2 separate regions of the Mus musculus genome follow, and region 2 is linked to region 1. A link is a contact called in public Hi-C data. All regions are on one chromosome and are shown on one strand. The core of a region is the stretch at or near the end of the contact, and the rest is flanking DNA. Distances in the headings are between cores, read along the strand shown. Region 1 holds the start of Ism1 (isthmin 1, angiogenesis inhibitor). Region 2 overlaps Ism1 (isthmin 1, angiogenesis inhibitor).

What was found. A called contact is a pair of places that touch in the nucleus more often than the background predicts.
Region 2: a Hi-C map of beige adipocytes shows a contact between it and region 1, with 2.6 times the contacts expected there. The contact joins the enhancer-like site here to the promoter of Ism1 in region 1. A contact is called at or near these places in 3 of 39 promoter capture datasets (cranial neural crest, embryonic stem cells and stem cell-derived epiblast-like cells), 8 of 484 Hi-C or Micro-C datasets (8-cell embryo, the HL-1 cell line, beige adipocytes and 4 more), 4 of 115 datasets of contacts at active chromatin or transcription factors (CD8 T cells, embryonic stem cells and neural progenitor cells) and 3 of 9 other capture datasets (adipose tissue, liver and pancreatic islet).

The regions. Positions count from the first base shown.
Region 1 is chr2:139,675,450-139,680,969 of GRCm38.p6, forward strand. Ism1 (isthmin 1, angiogenesis inhibitor) reads left to right here and starts at 2,729. Exons shown (of 6, transcript NM_001276489.1): 1 at 2,729-3,358. The coding sequence starts at 3,221.
Region 2 is chr2:139,720,481-139,726,000 of GRCm38.p6, forward strand. The region is part of intron 1 of Ism1 (isthmin 1, angiogenesis inhibitor); the gene reads left to right. Among named protein-coding and RNA genes, the nearest start is that of Ism1, 45 kb to the left of the region's middle. Within about 2 kb of position 3,056, at least 35 of the 459 cell types and tissues checked have an H3K27ac peak or open chromatin away from gene starts, as enhancers often do. A contact at or near this core is called in the HL-1 cell line and beige adipocytes, where this site is marked.

The DNA.
Region 1 (5,520 bases), core at 1,479-3,978:
TTGATAATCACTCAGGAGTCTTAAAACTCCCAAGACTCCACAATCCTTAGATCCAAATGTGGCTGGAAAATGTCTTCTAGCTATAAATTTAGGTAGAAAGAAATAGTATATTGGGGGTTGAGTGGGCTTCTAAAATGCTCTACCACAAAGATGGCCCAATCCAGGTCTTTTGGGAATACAGACAGAATAACAGACACCTTCTATGGGAATATAGTAAGGCCAGTGATAAAGGTATGAATATAGTCCCTTGGGAAATTTGAAGGATGTAGTATTGTTTTCAAACTTTCATCAGCTCCTGGGACAATTTCAGAAATGTGCTTTAAACGGTACTTGGTGGTGCAGTAGACACATGGCTCCCCTTTCGTATAATGTGTGAGCCAATGTTCCCTAAGCCCTCAGCTGCAGGATGTTGCTGGTATCGTTGCTTTGAGAATGCAACCGGTATGTCCTTACCAGAGTATGAATGCATCTGGAATTTGGGTTGCCCAGATTGAAGAGACTTCAGTAGCATTCATTCATACATTTGTTCAACATTTAATAAAAACATCTGACCCCCAAACTCAATTTACAATTTTACAACATTTTACAAAGACTTTGATCTCAAAATCTCCATCTATAATTTTATAAGAATGTACATTCCTTGCAACAGTTTCTTTCCACATTTTTTTTCTTTAGTCATTTTTCCTTAGGAGAAAAAAATATAACTTTTGGATGAGAGAAATGCAGTCGAGGCTCACATGGGGAGACTGGGGGGGGGGGAGACAAAATACAGCATCCTCTCAGCTCTAATCTAGAACAGCCTGCTTTTGGCAACAGGAGTCATTTGTCGCTGTGTGTCCACATTACCACCTGGAAAGTCCACATATCTATGGCCACAGGATTCTAGTTTGCCGTCTTAATTTATCTATTCCACCTGTGTGCTGATTCGGCTGCCTGATACTCTTAAGTGATTCTAATTAGAAAACACGCAGGGGAATCCTTCTGGGATTCCAAAGCTGCTAGAATCCCCTTTGATCTCCCATCTGAACCACCAAGGTTTATTGTTTCAATTTCTCCCCTCAGCGCTCCAGTTGACAATTATTGGTATTTTAGAGCCTAGAGATAGCAATGGGAAGCCAGGCAGCCTAACAGTTGAAAGAGAGCTCTCTGCCAGAGAGGGGAAACCCACCCTTAGTGAAAAGGAAAAGATGCCCATCCCGCACTTTATAAATAGCTGCCAATTTATTAATGAGCTGCTGGGTTTGGCTAGAATTTTAAAGATGTTTTCCAGCATTTTCAAAGAGGCAATAAGTTAACTGGATACAAACAGATGCAAACAGCATGCTGAACCACAACTAGTTAAATTCTGGAAAATGCTAAGACGACCTGAGGAACGTTTGGAGTGGCGAAGAAATTCATCTTAGAGTTTCCAAAGAAAGATTTTAACTCTAAAGACAGTTTAATTAGGAATCTTCTGTCCGTTTCTAGTGATTGTAGAAAGAGGTAGGAAAAGAGAGAAAAGTGGCGTGCCGGTAAGAAAGTTTTATTTGTTTGTTTGATTTCATTCACCTAAGGAGATTTGTGCAACGGTCCTGGGTTGCGGATGAGAAATGGCAATGTGTGACAAGGGTTGTGGGAACGTGTGCTCACGCTTGACTAGGGCTGGGCTCACCGAGAGGGAAGGGCTGAGCTGGCTCAGGGGAGGAAGGAGGCGGAGGGAACACAGTATAAAAGTCTCCAGCCTAACAGAGTGCCCGTCACTCGAGCCACTTGGGGAAGGCAGGAGCCAGAGCCACGCTGGACCCAGTTCTCTCTAGCCTCGTTGGCAAGGATCCCGCGCTCTCCAGATATATCACCCAGCCGTTCTGCTCGCCAGCCGCACCACTTGCAAGGCATGAGTCGCTCCCGGGAGCCCGAGGCTGGAGCGCGGTCATGAGGCGGTGGCGCTGTTGCAGCGGCTGCGTTTCGGCAGCCCCCAAGTCCCCTCCAGGCGCAGCACCCCCAGGATGAGCCCCCAGACTCGAGTCTACCAAGCTGAGAGTCACCCAGCATCCCACTGACGTCCGAGCGCCTTCGCAGCGCACACCGTGTTCTTCGCAGCCTCCCACGCGACACCTGCGCACTTAAGTAGACGCGCGCGGATTGAATCCAACTCACCCGCCTTTCCGACGCTCCAGGGCGCTGTAGGCGCACGGTCTGCTGCACCCAGTGATCAGCCAGCCCAGAGCCCCGCAGCTAGTGTCAAGACCCTTCCGGACCGACAGACACCGTGTCACCCCACCCCCTACCCCCCAAACTCGCTGCTCAAGGTCAGGGTGCGTGGTGGGGTCGCAGACACCTGGTTTGTCTGGCCCCTCCGTTCTCCACTCCTATAACTCCAGCTCTACTTTGCCCATAAACTTTTCTCAGGTGGCCTGGGCGACCCCCACTCGCCCGCAGCCCCAAGCACTAGAGCGAGCAGAGGGCTAGTTCCTTTGCCACAGCGACCTCGGCAGCAAGCACTTAGCACAGCCGAGAAGGCGGACGCAGGCGCCGGCGGGGCGCCCCCAGTTATCCTCAAACGGTGACAACCTCGGTGACCCGGAGCCAGCCCATCCGGGGACTGAGCGAGCGGGGCGACGAAGCTAGAGGTCCCAAGGAACTTGGAGTGAGGAAGGTGGTGGCCCCGAGGGTGAGTGGCTCCCGGCAGCGGGGGCGGGGGAGCCGAGAGTGGAGGTAACTCCGGGCGGCCTCTGAAGCCCTCCTCCTCCTTCTCCTCCTCCGCCTCTAACCCCGCGCTCCTCTGGCGGCCGCTCCCGCTCCAGCTGCGGCACCGCGGCCACATCTGGGGAGCCCATGTGCGCTCGGGGGCTCGGCTGCGCCCGCCCCGCCGCCGCCCCCGCAGTTCCCTGCCCGAAGGGTGGACCCTGGCCGGGCCTGGGTCGCGGACAGCCCCGGGTCCCCATCGCCGCCGCCGGACAGCTCCTGGGATTGCTCCGCCACCGGCTTGGACGTCCCCGGCCCCGCGGTGGCTCCGCTGTGGTGTGGCGGCGGCGTTGGCGGCTGCTCCTGTTCCCCGGGCCCCGTGCGCTCGGCCGAGCCCAGAGCCAGCCCTGCCGGCCCGGGGAGCGGGGCCCCGGTGGGGGCCGAGGCGGGAGCCGCTCAGTCGAGCTCGGGGGCTCCGACTCCTCCTCCCCCGGCGGCGGCGCCGCCGCCGCCGCCGCCAGTCGCGCGGGGTCCTAAAGCCGCGCGACTCAAGAGGATGGTGCGCCTGGCTGCGGAACTGCTCCTGCTGCTGGGGCTACTGCTGCTCACGCTGCACATCACGGTTCTGCGCGGATCCGGAGCCTCCGACCGGCAGGACGCGGCCGCCGGCAACGTCAGCGGGTCCCAGTTGCAGGTGAGTGCGCCGCCGGAGGGGGCGTGCGTGGTTGAACGAAGCTGGGTGGCCCGCAAGGTACTAAGCAAGAGAGCTTGGTACATTGCAGAAGGCGGGTCCTCCGTTCCACCAAGGAGCACTTTTGCCTAGGCAACCGGGTTTAAGCAGAAAAGTTTGGACTAGGGGATCGGGCGGAAGGTGGGTGGGTGGAAGGGTTATGTGTAGAGGCCAGGCCTGCTTCAAAGTTTACCTAGAGAAAGCCTCAGATCTGTCACAGGTTTGGCACCAGGAAGAAGTCTTAGGCTTGGGAGGCATAAGCTGGCTGGAGGATGCTTTTGATGCTGAGTACTGCCAGAGACTTAGAAGTTTGTCTTGAGGCAAGAGAGACTGAGGTGAGGCGACATAAAGAGGCCTTATAAGATAAATCTCCAAGCTATATTTAGGAGAAAGTATTCTGTTGGGTGTGCAAGCAGTGTCAGAGGTCAAGACATTATTTCTGGAGACTAGCCAGACACCCCACCTTTGCCTGAGTGATTCCTTCACCTCTTATGCCCCTATGTACCAGGCAAAGGGCCATAGTCAAGGCACCTGTAGGAATTTGGTCTGGAGTTACTTGGGACTTTTAAACTTCTTCCCGGTGAACATCTGCTTTGAAGGTTCTTTTAGTAACAGGATTCTGTTTCGGCTCCAGGGGGAGAGATGAGGCCAGGGGGCATATATTAGGTCTTGAGATGCCAAATGAATATTGCTGAGTAAAGGTTGCCCACATGGGCTTTTCTATTATGACTTTGGAAAGCCTGCCTCATGGTTTTAGAGGTAGAGCATGCATTAAACCAGAACTAGTAGAAGTGAGCTGGGATTTTCTTCAGGGAACAGCCAGGATTCTACACTCTCTAAAGAAACCAAGCCAGGCCCTACTAAAACTAGTCACTGTGCAATGTTGAGATTTTTACATCTTTGTGCCATTAAAAGACTAATAACCTGTTGCTGAAAAGAGCGTTTATTTAAACACGTCTACATCAGGTGTTTACCACGATACTGTTTTAAGAGTGTTGCAGGGGCTAACTCATTTAATCTCATCCTAACCCTCATTACAAGATTGTTAATCTCTCTGCCTTACAGATTGCGAAACTGAGGCACCGAGTGATTAAGAAACTTGTTAGAATTCACACATTCCCACCTGTTGGTTAATTATATCAAGCTTGCTGTCTGCCAGACTAAAGCAAGGTGACCCTTACAAATGCAAACCAGGCCTGCAAAAATGCAAACCTTAAGCTTAAAAGTTCTCAAACCCTTCTAAAAACAATCTGGGTTTGGAGGAGCCTCTCACATTACCCTTCGGGTAACCCTGAACAGCAACAGATATTTCCCCCATGCCAAACACTGAAGAAATAATCCTCACTATCATGAAGGCTTCTGGAAATTGTATTTTATATGTGATGCTTTCTTTCCTCGTGGACTCATGAAAACCTGTAAAAAAAAATGATGTTCTATGGAAAAGTAAATTTGGCAGATTTCTTTATGAGGTGCTTGCTATCATTAGAATAATCTCCGGTTGGCCTTTTCCACCCCAACAGTACTTTAATGAGAGAAGCAGCTGGTAGAACTGGATGGGATTCTCAGAGGGCTTTTGCTGAAGAACAGCCCCCCCCCCCACCTCCACCCCCGATCAAAAAAAAAAAAAAAGAAAGAAAGAAAGAAAAACAGAAGAAATGGGGGATTTGGAAACAGTTCTGCTCCCAGGAATATCTGGAGCCCTAAGTAGCTGCTAATCCAGTAGCTTCAGTTTATCTTGTTACAGTGTTCAATTATGGTGAGCATCCAAAGCCTTCACTTAACTAAGCCTACTGATGACTTTAACAGTTTAGCTTGTAATTTTATTCTTTTTTTTTTTTGTAATTTCTTCTTATAAAAGTTTTATATTCTTCCTGACCAAAGTTATTTCTTGGGCTCAAGGCAGTATAATTCAAATGGACATAGCCAGTTAAACCTGCAAAAGACATTTATCTGCTGTCTACCGGATAGGAAAGAATGCATTTGCTAGCAGCAGGTGTACTTGAAGACAAAACTGTGATGTCAAAATTCTTTCTGTTTTCTGGACACTTTGAGCTCAAGCTTAAATTCCCATCTAAATTGTTTGATTCTGTAATGTCTATACTACCAAAATCCTTCTTAGATGTCAG
Region 2 (5,520 bases), core at 1,806-4,305, 45 kb after region 1:
AAACCACGTTGCTCTGATATGATTTCTCCAGACAACTATACCATAAGGATTCCAACCAAAGGACATCAAAACTGATGGACTGAGAGCTCTTCTGAAATTCTTATCCTACTTCATAAGACCATCCTACAAAACAAACAAAACAAAACTGTATCAGTTAGCTGTTGCTGTGTAACAAGCGACTATGAGTTTGGTAACTTAAAAACCACAAGAGCATATTCTTCATGATTCTCTTAATCTCCACTGGGCTGTCTCAACTCGCCTTGAGGGGACCTGGATCTCCAGGTGAGGATTGCCATTCGGCAAACTGATTAACGTGGAATATAATGGCCCTTTCCCTACATGTCTTCAGTTTCAGCAGCTTAGTTCTAGCTTCTTGGCATACTCCAAAGAGCAACTAAAACAGACAATACTAAAGCACAAGTTCTTTGAGGTCTCTGCATCCTGTTGTGCCTAAGCAGCATGGCAAAGCTCACAATCAGCAGTGTGGTCAAGCTCAAAGGTTACACACAGAGTGTGCCTGCTCAAGGCAGGGTTATTTAGAAAGGAAGAATTTGTAGATATCTTTAAAACCATTCTACCATAGATGCAAACCACTATAGTTTACCCAAACTTACAGTGAAGCAAGGTCGGGCAGGGATACAGGCCCCACTCTGAATCCAGCACATCTTCAATACCATGAACTCCTTTCTAAAATTCCAAGGTTAGGGTACCATTCATCTTAAGTACCATTTATAAGAACTTAGAATAGAGAGATTTCCAGAAGTAAAAAGTATTGACCTTAAATGTTGAGAAGACTCTACCATTTTACTTGGTACAGTAATTGGAGAGGACCAGACCAGCCTCAGGCTTAAGCTTCTGAGCAAACATTCTATGTGATGGGGCTTACCTTATGGGATTTCCCTTCCAAACGCAGAATCCCAGCTTTGGCCTACATCTGTCTACCCTTCATTCTATATGGGAGATACTGATTTGCTGCCTGAGCCTTCTTGATCTACTGAACCCCTTCTCCTGATCAAAGCAAGATTTAGATAGTTGGTACCTGCTGTCCTGGTTTACTTTACTCTTTCAGTGATAAACACTGAGTCCAAAGGCAATGTGGTAAGGAAAGGGTTTCTTACATCTTACACTTCATAGTCCCTCATTTAGGGAAGCCTGGACAGGAATTCAGTGCGGGAGTCAAGAGGCAGGAATGGAATCAAAGACCTTGGAGAAGTGTTGCTTAATGTCTTACTTCCCGTGGCTTGCCCAGGAACCTTTCTTACACATCCCAGACCCACCTGCCCAGGGATAGTACCATATGTTTAACCATTCTACATAAATTAACAGTCAAGAAAGTGCCTAGACTGAGATTCCCACAAGTCAACCTTAGAGGCAATTCCTCAATTGCGATTCTTCTTCCCAGGTGATTATGGTTTGTGTCAAGCACTATGGAGAACACGGCACACTAGTGAATGCCTCTTTGGGCTGGGTCCTGGAAAACAAGTCTATATCAGTGGTTCTGAACCTGTGAGTCAAGACCCCTTAGGGATTGACTAAGCCCATTAAAAAAATTACTGATATTTACCTCATGTAACAAACAGTAGCAAAATTACAGTTATGAAGTAGCAATACAAATATTTTATGGTTGGGGGTCACTACAACAGGAGACACTGTATTAAATGACCACAGCATTAGGAAGCTTGAGAACCACTGGTCTAGATAGATTATCACTGTTTTCGTTCTTCCTTTTTAAATATTTGTTGAGAATTTCATATATAAATACTGTATTCCCATGTGTCCCTCTCCTCTCCAAACTCCTACAGTGTCCTCTCAATTTCATGATCTCTTCTTCTTTGTCATTGTTGGCATGCAGAGAGAGAGGGAGGAGGGAGAGAGAAAAAAGGGAGAGGGGAAGAGAGGGAAGAAAGGAGGGAGGGAGGGAGAGAGATAGAGAACCTATTGAGTCCATTTAATGCTATTCATGTGCGTATGTGTTTGAGATTGACAGCTGGATAACCGGTCAGCAAGCCCATCCCTAAAGAAGACTGATTCTCCTTCTGTCAGCAGCCATTGATTGCCTATAGCTCCTTGCCTAGGGGTGCAGCTTGTGGGATTTCTCCTCTCTGTGTGGGCATGCCAAGTGGTGGTGTCGTGATGCATGTCTTGTTTGGGCAACCATATTGTTGAGAGGTTATGAGTGCAGATTCCCCGTCACATCCAGACACGATCTAGCAGCAAGCATTCTGGTCCTCTGGCTCTTACAATCTTTCCACCCCTTAAGTGGTTATGGCCAAAATGCACAAAGTCACTCTGTCTTCTTCCCTAGCAATAGAGAAAGCACCATTTGAAACATCAATCATCCATACTCTGTAACATTTACTCAGATTGCAACTTTCAGGAGATGCCCAGCTCCAGAGTGACCAAAGGACAGTGACTGACGCCCCCTGGTGGCCAGCCCAGGCCTATCCATTATACACCTTGGCAAATGAGATCTGGCCTCAAATTTGAGTAACCAAGGACTCAGCCTCATGAGAGCTAGCTTTATTATCTGTCCTTTCTATGTTTGTCTACATAAGCCTAAGGAGAACTCTAGAAAATACAAAATGTTTTACCTTATATTTTCATTGATGTTTTATATCATGAGTAAAGATTCTTTATGTTAAAAACTGGCTTTCCAGCCTTGTCATTATGTCCTATATGTTATCTTAGAGTTGAAAGGGTGATTTCAGTTCATTTTTTAACTAACAGAACATAAAAGAAGTGGGTCCTGGAAAAATTACCCCTCTGTTTTCGGTGCCAGCAGTGGGGAAAACACAACTTGAAATGCCACTAATAATCTACACAGTTTTAAGATCAAAGCAACACAGAAGTATTAGAGATAAGTCAGCAACATGCTGACTACCAGCTGGCCCCGAAGCATTAGGAAAGATGCACAGAGATGGACAGCCCCTCCCCCAGGAGCCAGCTCCTGCCCTGTTGCAGAAAATTGACTATCCTTCCTCTCTTCTAAAGCATCGCCTGAGATCATAAGTGAGGTCACTCCCATGCCCTAAAGTAAACATCCTCCTGATACATTTCTGCCACCACAACCAGAGATTCCCCAGCTATTAGTCAGACTTTGAACAGAGAGTTCTGCTGGTTCCCAGCCAGGACCGTGACACTCCTGCCTTCTTGAAACATGATGTGACTGTGTCACCAACTCCCAGGGTTGTCTTCTGGAGCCCCTAACAAAGACTGAAGCATGTGTCTGGCCATCTCTTCTCTGCCAGGACAGTCCCTAAAGAGTAGTTGCTTTTTTCCCACTTGGTTTAAAATAGGGGCATCTATAAAATAATTATTCACTTTGTTCCTGCTGTTTGCATCGCATGCAGGTACAAGAACAGGTTCTAAGTAAACCTTAGGACCCAAGCATCCACATTGGATGGTGTCTCCCCAGTGGGTCTTAATTGCCTCTTCTCAGTACCCACTGCTACCACTCCTAGGGTACCCCTCTCCATTCTGTCTTCCTGAGCATCAAGAACAAGTGTGCCCCTGGAGTAAGAGATGCTGAGATTTGCAGCTTATTTTATTTATTCTCTAGCTTTTCTCTCCCCAGGAGTATTTGGTCTTCAATCATGTGTGAAAATAATCAATGTGTCCTTTATCCTTTTATCTCTCCCCAAATGGAGAACTTTGGCTCTTCCCTTTGAAACCCCACCAGTGGCATTCTCGAATTTATTTTTAGATCTGTAGAAGTTTTCCAGACAAAATCGATGCCCAGCACAGATAAAAAAAAAAAAAAAAAAAAAAAAAAAAAAAAAAGTATGATTATTCCGGGTACAAGGAACAGAGTGTTTTAATATGGAAGAAGTGTAGCCATATGTCTGGGTGCAGTATGGCTTCCTTTAATCTGGAAAAGGGAAACAAGCATTGTTGATAATAATATGCAGATGTCCAGCTGCAAATGAGGACATATTGCTAATTAGCTATATTGTTAGTGTGTTTTCAGGAGAGAGACTACAGTGACGTTAATTACAATCTCTGTTGTTTGTTGTTCAAAGCCTGTGAGACCAAATGCGTTGCTAATAATATCTTCTTTAATATCTTCAATAGAAGATGCTCAGATTCTTTCTTTAGGATCCCACATTAAAGCCACATTAGGAGTAATGAGGCCTAGAGCCTGAGCCTAATTAAAACAAAATCTAACAAGACATAGCAATCATTATCATTAGCTAGTACTTACTTGTGCCCCCTTAGCAGTTGGAATTGGGGGTTGGGACTCAGACATTGTCAATACAGCCTTTTTTTGCCCCCAGAAATTTACCATGTAGTCTGACTCCTGAGAAGTATTAATCTGGGAATAGTATTCACAGCCTTAAAAATAAAATAAAATAAAGCACTAAACCTTTCTAGCTGACCGGTTTGTTACTAGTGTGATCCTCTCCTGGAGGCTTGGGAAGGGGCCAGAGCAGCCGTGGTTTTCACACAACAGCCATTGGCTGATATTTGCAGAATAGAGAGGGTGCTATTTACAGACAGGGACAACAGCGCTTAGGTCATTTTTCCTAGAATTGGATCTACAGCCCATTTCCTCACCCTCATCCTCCCTATTCTGATCATCTTCCCTACTGGATGATCACCATCTCAATTTGTCCTGAGGTTTAGCCGACCAAAGAACCTTATTTTTAATCCCTTGTATTTATTGCCATTGATGTGGCTGTGGAAATCCACCTTGACCACAAGGGACCCACAGTGAGCAGCTTGAGCCACATAGTGGTAAAATGTCATGACTGAACATCCTTGGTCTGGAACCAGAGATATACCCAGCATAAGGGACACAATAAAAACTACCTCAGAAAACAGTCTCATTCATCCCCATATAGATCTCCCAGGGGTATGCAGGACCAGGTTCTGAGAGTGAAGGGAGATAGAAGAGATCGGAGTGCTGAGGTGATCCAACAAGCCTCCAACTGACCTGCAGAATGCCACCAGAGAAGCAGTACCTAGTAGAAAATCACAGGACAAGCTGGTATTTACATCTGTCAGCTGTGCTACAGTAGGGCTGCAGGGGGCAGGCTCGAGTCTTCCTCGTTCACCTTCCCACTTCCTGTTCCTTTCACCTGTTGGACTTGTACTTCCTTTGGATCTCAGCTCATAAGTTACCCCCTCAGAATTGGGTTACAACTACTTCAAAGAACCTTATTCTTTCTCCCTTGTAGTCATTGTCTGTACCAAATGACCAGCTGGGACCCTGAGGTCATTTTCTGGGATTTTTTTTTCTTATATGTACCATTATATGCCCATACTCTTTCAGATCCAGCGTGTCTGTTGTGTAATTTTGCTTTTTTATGTCCAAATTGTATAATCTTACAGCCCCTCAAGTCAGTTCCTTTTTTTTTCAAGATAACTCCATTAGGCACTGAAAATGTCCTTGCCTTCTGTCACAGCAAAGTATTCTGAACTCTTATATATGCCCAAGCTCTCAGCTCAGCCATTTGTCCAAGGAGCAGTTCATTTGAATGAGAGAGGAAAAGCCCTAGATGTTATTGAAAGCACTCCAGT